Regions from separate parts of the Zea mays genome. Here region 1 is linked to region 2. A link is a contact called in public Hi-C data. All regions are on one chromosome and are shown on one strand. Each heading gives the region's core, a stretch centred on a gene start, on an enhancer-like site or on the middle of the called end of the contact. The rest is flanking DNA. Distances are from core to core; before and after follow the strand shown.

Region 1 (3,724 bases), core at 888-3,387, 270 kb before region 2:
GTTCTTAGGGGACTAAAACATAACCCAACAAACATAGCTTACCAGGAAAGGAACAAAATAACAAATGAAACTATCAACTTGCAGAACTATTCTGAACAAGGTTAACAAAGTAGGAAGTAATCACCTCCTTCTGGTCTGCAGAGCTAGATGACATGGATGATAGCATCAGGCCAAGAATCAATAAAGGCGCAAGGAAATTCTGCATGTGTTTCATAGCATTATCCTGAAAATTCCATCCTTCATCTGTATTGGATTCCTCTGCGCGCCAGAATATTGCATTTCATCAGAAGTGAAATAGTTAGCACTGATGTCACAAAACTACACATTGAAGCACAGTGTGCATAAATCATTATACATCCGTACTCCAAGAGCCATTTATAAAGTATAACTGGTATAACAATTTACCAAAGCAGTTGCAGCTAAGACTGCCTCCAACAAGGCACCCTAAATGGTTCTGTACTCTAAATTTAGAGTACGAAACGTTCTCTACACCGTCCAACAAGGAACTCTAAAAGGAACTCTAAAATATAGAGGACGTACGGCGAACTCTAAACATAGAGGAGTCTTTACGTGCGCTATCCGCCTGGTCAGAACTGGGGCCCGCTCTTCAATGTGGTCTACAGCTACCTCAGCTACCTCCGCTGGCCGATTAATTCTATTATTTTTTTTGCGTGTAAACATAATAGTAACAGCATTTTTGCTAATTGAGATTATTAAATTAGTATTATCAGTTTATGTCCAATACATATATAGATATGTACGTAGACGACGTTATAAAAAAACGATTAGTAATGTCGGTTGCAAAATGTAATTATTATAATTAGTTCCTAATTCATTTTTATAAAATTTCTAGAAATAAATAACTTTATTTTTCCATTACGCACATAAGTTCAAATTGTATTAATATAAAAAAATGAGTGTTAAAAATGAGTATATGAATTCTGTTATCACTGTAGATATAGAGTACCGAATTTAGAGGACGTTGCTGGAGTTGGCGAAGATATAGAGGACGAAATTTTTTAGAGGGTTCTGTAAAGGACAGAGAATATTCCTTTAGGGGATAGAATTTAGGGGACGTTGCTGGAGACAGCCTAAGGGTGGTAATGGGCTCTAAATTTTACACTATAAAATTTAAGGATCGGATCGGATTAGGATGGGGCTCTATTTCTATTCACTTTTGAACTAAAATTATTTTAAAGGCTCAAAAAAATGAAGAAACATTTGAACCGCGATCCATTACCACCCCTAGTTGCAGCAAAAGGGAAATCAACAAATAACACGTTAGTTGGCAACTTGTTAGTCAACTCAAATATATGCACCGATTCCATTTACTATGGGCGCCTAAAAAAGCTATGATATTTGCATCCATAACATGGCTAACATCCTCTACACAATCAAGTCAAGCGCGAAGGAAACTTACGCTTAGATTCAGACTTGTTTGTACCATCTCCTTTAGGCACCTCCTTCTTACCCTTGGGGTAATAGTTCTCGTAGTCTAAAATCAGAAAAGGGGCACCATTTCAGAAACAGAGCCACCAAAAACCATTGGTAATAATCTCATCAAAACGAGGGGACGTACTCTTCTTGGACCCGTCCGAGAAGAGGCGTCGGAAATGTGGGCTGGCGAGGACATATCTCCAATCCACGGTCTTGCCCGCGGATGGCTTCCCAAGAGCTGCCGACGAGGCCGCAGTCAGGTAGCTGCGAACAAATCCTGCCGCCCCACCCTCACCGCCGTGGACGGGCGGCGGTAGCGGTGGCGCGGGCGGCTGCCGGAGGCCCCCGAGCTGGAAACCCTAGAAGGAGCAGCGAGAGGTCAGACCTGCGAGAGGAGGATAGGGGGGCCGGGGAGGGGATGAGAACTTGAGAAGGGATACTCGCCTGGCGCGGGCGGGAGGAGCGCGCGGACCGGCCGAGGGCGCGGGCGAGGGAGGCGAGCGTCATGTCGGCTGCGGCGGCGGCGGCGGCGCCGTGCGCATGGGAGGGCGGAGGGACCGGGCCGTCCGGATCCAAGCGAGAGGGGTCGCGTCGAGGTCGGGGCGATAGAGGTGTGTGTGTGTGTTCTGAGATTTTTTTTGTTCTTTTGCGCAAGGCCCCGGTCTGTTCTTGAATGTTGTGATGAGGAAGTGGAGGAGAGGGATCGCCGCGGCGGCGAGGGTCCGTGTGGGGAAAATAGCAGCGCGCCAGTGGTCTGGTTTTGGGCTCGGGCGGGCCGGCGGCGCTCACGGGAATGGGTGCGAAGTGTAAAGTAAAAAAAAATCTACGGATCAGAGTGAATTTCAGTTCGCGTTGAGGGGCTGCAGCGCTGCACTGCTGCTGCAGAGCGAGTCGGGGTTGGAAATTGACCACCTGCACCGGTGATTCGCAATTCTCGTCGTCTCTTGAAAACTGTGGACGGGTTAAATTTGATCGGAATTTGTGTTGCTACAGCTGTGAAAGAATATATAAATACATTCTTGTGTAGAAAGTGTTGTTCAGAAGAGAGCGGCCGGGACGGCAGGCATGGTCGGGCTTGTAACACGGGGCCAGCAAAGTTGTGAGGTCAAAAACGGCCATCGGTTGGCTAATCGCAGTCCACAACTAATTGCTTACCCCGCATCAATCTTGATTCCCAAGAAAGGAAGAAACGCTGATGGATTTCTTATATAAAGCAGAAAAAGAGAAACTCGGTCGAGGTTGCGCTGGGTACTGGGAAGCTGGCTGCTGGTTTCCAACTTGCCGAGAAGTGGGAAAGGGATGGCATGGCGAAGCAGTGGCGTCAGCAGCACACATGTACCCTGTGACATGATGGAAAAAAATTATTTCTCGCTGGTTTGCAGGCCCTCACGTAACACTGCAGGTTCAACAAATTACCAAGGATTAAATCGTAAACTTTAATCTATTGTTGGTCTTCAAATAGTGAATGTGAGAGACTGCAAAGTAGTGTCTTTGCATCCGGATGTAGAGAATTTTTTTCCGACATGAATGTTTAGAGCTAGAGCACCATCAACGCGCACATAGACGGTTCATTTGGAGCAGCTTCTCCTTAACTTAAAGCAATCTCTCCTTCCTCTAAAAAACGACACAGTTCTGAGACTTTTTTCTGCGATTCTTCTCTCTGTGTTAGCTCCGATTAGGGTCAAACACTAGAAGTGTATCGTCTTGTGATGCTCTCCGCGGGAGCGTGGATGGTCCGTGGCTCTGGACCGGACGGTCTGCAACCTTACTGCAGGAGCGGCTCCTCTCTATGTCATTCTAGACGGACCGCGCTCTGAGCCAGACGACCCGCGTGTATGCAGATGGTCTTCTTCCTCACGAAGAACCCTAGAACTCGCCCTCTAGGAGAGAGATCTTAGGGTGCTCCGAGTCGACAGACTACCCAAGATGCCCCTAGACGACATAGAGTCGCCTATGAATTAAGAAATCATGTCGAGAAAGAGGACTTCCTTTAGAAAAAGATCCAGGGAAATGTCCCCAGCTCGATGAACCTAAAGACATTCAATCTCCTAGCAGATAACTACGACGAGCTCCTCTAAAACCTAGATCTTGCCCCCCGGAGGGACCTCGCCAGGGAGGAAAGATCTAGAGTTGTCTTGTATCAGCAGGCCACCCAAGATGCCTCAAGACGATACGGAGTCGAAGCGAGGAGACGATTGAAATAGGGAAACTACGACTAGAGCTACGCTACACTAGACTAGGGCTCCGACCTGAACTAGTATAACTCGTGTCTCAGATCCACCTCCGA
Region 2 (3,871 bases), core at 405-2,904:
AGAGGAGCGGTTGGGTGCTTTGAATCTACCTCAACGTGGACTAGGGGTGACCGGCAAGTCATCGACACTACGGAAAAAATCATTATGCCAAGTGTCATCATGTCCCCGTTGATTTGCAGCTTTCCTCACTAGCTTGTATTTATTTGTTCATATACTTATGCTAGTGAGTGTTTGTTGCTCTTGTATATCTAGTCATACTTGTAAAATATTTACCCACTTATTAGCTTGTGTAGCTAATCCGTTTTTCTTAGATTGTGAAGCTAAGTAGTTGTTTCTCTCTCGTTGTGCTTGTGTAGTGCAACTAGTGAATTTTGCTAGTAGTGCTTGTGCTTTGTGCGAATTGCTTACTAGTATGTTTAGGAGCTCTCGGTATGCTTAGAATTATAGTTGCATAAGTTTGTATGACCTTGCTAACTAGATTTGTGTGGGAGAGCTCTTTCTCTAACTTGGCACCTTAGTTGCTTTAATTAGGATCTTTTGTCAAGTGTTTGTTATAGTTAGAGGGGTGTAGTCTTGGCTAGACCAACATAGTATTAATTCCATATTTATTTGTGTTAGCCAACATAATTAATTTTAGAAAGGACTATTTACCTCCCGATTTTTTTGCATTTTGGTCCTTCATCGGAAAAAAATTCACGTGGTGTCGAGCTCGGCGCCATAGATCTTTGCGCCGAGCTCTGTTCTATACAGAAAACTTGTCTAGCTCAGTTGGTAAAATACAAGGCTCTTAACCTTGTGGTCGTGGGTTCGAGCCCCACAGTGGGTGTTTTTTAATACTTTTTGTCTTTGTCACTTATTTGTTTTTTTTGTTGTCCATATTTTTTGTTTATGTCGCTGATTTGTCTGTCCTGATTTATTTCTCATCCAGTTTTATTTTTGTGACTGATTTGTTTATTCGTCCAGATTTTTTTATCCGGCGAGCACAGCAGCTGTGTGCCACAGTGCTCACAAGCCGTCAACTTTTCCCTTGTTTGCTCAGCTAACCACAATAAAAATCAAATGAGAACACTCTTACTTCAATCGTGATCAAATAAAAATATTATATTTTCATTGAGTTCTTTTGAACATAAATTTTAAATATATAATAACATATTCCCAGTAAAAAGAAGCACACATATTCATCTTTTTTTCTTCTGCACTAAATAAAAGTATACTCCATTATATACTTGTCTCATGGATGATATATTTTAGAATTTACTGCATATACAGCTGCTGTGCTCGTCGGATAAAAAAAATCTGGATGAATAAACAAATCAGTCACAAAAATAAAACTTGATGAGAAATAAATCAGGACGGACAAATCAGCGACATAAACGAAAAATATGGACAACAAAAAAAATAAGTGACAAAGACAAAAAGTATTAAAAAATAGCCACTAGGGGCTCGAACCCACGACCACAAGGTTAAGAGCCTTGTATTTTACCAACTGAGCTAGACAAGTTTTCTCTACAGAATGGAGTTCGGCGCCAAGATCTATGGCGCCGAGCTTGGTACCACGTCGACGACACGACGTCCGTTTGTGCCAACGCAGCACGTATCTCGGCGCCATAGGCTATGGCGTCGAGCTGTGTTACCTCGCCGCCATAGGCTACGGCGCCGAGCAAAGGGTTCAAAAATGATATTAAAATTTTTTAGAGTTCAAACATGAATTTTGTTCCGAGGAAGGGCCAAAATATAAAAAATTCGGTATTTACCTCCCTCTAGTTCGCCATCTCGACCCTACAAAGAGGAGGAAGCCATGTCCCCCAACCTGCATAGCGCCATCAAGAGTCAGGTGTCGGCGCTGCTCCTGAGGTGCCTCTTTAGGGTGTCCGGGCCGGGCAAGGCCAAGAAGTTCCAGCAGATCCTGGTGCTGATGGGGAGGCGGTGGGTGTTCATGCAGACGGAGGCGAGCCGCGTTCTCGGCATGGACCTGGACCGCGGGGACAACACGCACACCTTCATACGCTCGGACTCGCCGCCACTGCTCACCCGGAACAGCATCAACCAGAGTCCGAAGTTGCTCCACCCCGTGCCTCAGCCCTGTCTCCAAGGACTTCGAGCACAAGGACTGCAGCGGCCTGGTAGAGATGCTCTGCTGCTCCATCAGTTGTGCCTAGGTGAAGCAAAATCACAATTTAGTAGCTCTTATAGATGTTATGGATCTAGGTTATTTGTATGAACGTTATTTTACCGTCTCTGAGAAAACGATCATTTTGATATATTTGGTTCTTATATGAGTTTGCCTGAAAATTTATAACCTGACAAGATGTTGAACATTTGGTTCCTAGATTTTTACATTGTTCTTCTTCCAATGGAAACACAGTGGTGGTACTGTGGTTCAAACCAGGTTCTTAAGTCCTTTTTTATGCAAAGAGATTGTTGCTAAAGTGAGTCACACATGCATTTTGTAGCAATAGAGATGTATTTTTCTGCTATGTGGTTGGGTCAATCTATGAAGATTTTACAATATCATGTACTCTCTCTGTACTAAAATAATTTGTTTTAGGGATTTAGTGGATTCATACCATACTTGATGTATGTGTTTTGTATATATATCTAGATTAATCATCATCCACTTGAATATAGACATTAAAACCAAGAGCTGAAACGACTACTATTTTAGGACGGATGTAGTGTTTTTTTTTTCTTCTTTACTTTTTTAATAAGCTTATGTCCCAATGGAATGTTTTGCCTTCTTTTAAGTTTCTTGACAAGGCTACTATTTTGTCACATTGGTGCATGTACCTTTTAAGTGATTACTAAAACTCTACGAGACTTTAGTTTATTTCTATTAAATTTTCCCATCCATACATAGTCCTCGTAGCAACTAATGATAGTTGTGCTCTGATTTGATTTCTTGTCTGAGCAGAAAAAGAGGCACCACCAACTAGAAATTGTTCTATGTGGAAGCAGCAAGTTGTTGTCTCATGGCCACATGCCCACATGGTCACTGCTGTTGGTGGCCACAACGGTTATCCAGGGGGCAAGGTGTTCGTTTCTGCGGAACAGGTCAGGGAGAATCTGTCATAAGCGCTGATAGTCAAATTGTCAAAGATTGGTCCATTCTCCTTTCCCTGCTCACTCATTATAGCTTCAGTCTGTTCCAAATTTGGCAGTTAGGTCATGGAGATTACTCTGCCTCACGCACAAAAGTATTTCGCATGGTGAATACTCTTGGAGTCAACAATGAAGCCAAGCAAACAATACAAGTACTGCAAGCTGAACTAAATGAAACAAAAGAGAGGCTGCACACAGTTGAAGAACTGAAAGGACAAACTGCACATTATTTGTATTGTTCATGACCCTATGGATTTCTGTTTTAATTTATTTCCATATGTAGAAAGTTGTTTACTACTTCTGTTTACTGTAATCTACAATGTATTTGCGTCGCTATGGTAATTCCTTGTAGTTATAATCGTGCTTTGATCATGATACATTAGGTTCAGAAGATATGTTGTTTCGAGTTTGGTCATATTTATCTGATTTTTTGTATTTATATGTTATATAAAATATGTAGCGAACAACAATCCCTGAAATCTGGAACCATAGTTGGCTCCTGAAGAATCTTCCTGCTGATCTGATGGACGATGATAGCATGAGCAACCAATATGAGGAGCTTGCTCAGCAATTGCAAACCATGGATCAGATCATGCAGCTTTTAACACAGGCCACCATACCACCTACCTATACGAGATGAATTCTATGTGTTTGTACTTTCCAATTCAACCTGCCTTCAAAATTTAGATGTGGTGTTCTATGAAATTTTGGCATTATGATCATTATTATTGCTCGATTGATGCATGTGTTACTTTGATTGCAGCACACCATAATATATAGGGATCGACGGACCCACCAAGGCCTAGGCCGAGACCCCTCGATTCAGAGAATC

What was found. Hi-C and Micro-C count contacts between places; a contact is called where the count stands out from the background.
Region 1: a Hi-C map of tassel shows a contact between it and region 2, with 4 times the contacts expected there. The contact joins the promoter of LOC100278654 here to the promoter of LOC103643039 in region 2. A contact is called at or near these places in 2 of 25 Hi-C or Micro-C datasets (ear and tassel).

Annotation. Positions count from the first base shown.
Region 1 is chr8:118,901,439-118,905,162 of Zm-B73-REFERENCE-NAM-5.0, reverse strand. LOC100278654 reads right to left here and starts at 2,137. Exons shown (of 8, transcript NM_001151857.2): 1 at 1,882-2,137; 2 at 1,580-1,796; 3 at 1,421-1,495; 4 at 125-258. The coding sequence starts at 1,944.
Region 2 is chr8:118,627,529-118,631,399 of Zm-B73-REFERENCE-NAM-5.0, reverse strand. LOC103643039 (phosphatidylinositol 4-kinase gamma 5) reads left to right here and starts at 1,654. Exons shown (of 3, transcript XM_008666196.4): 1 at 1,654-2,099; 2 at 2,852-2,991; 3 at 3,099-3,509. The coding sequence starts at 1,739. The coding sequence ends at 3,284.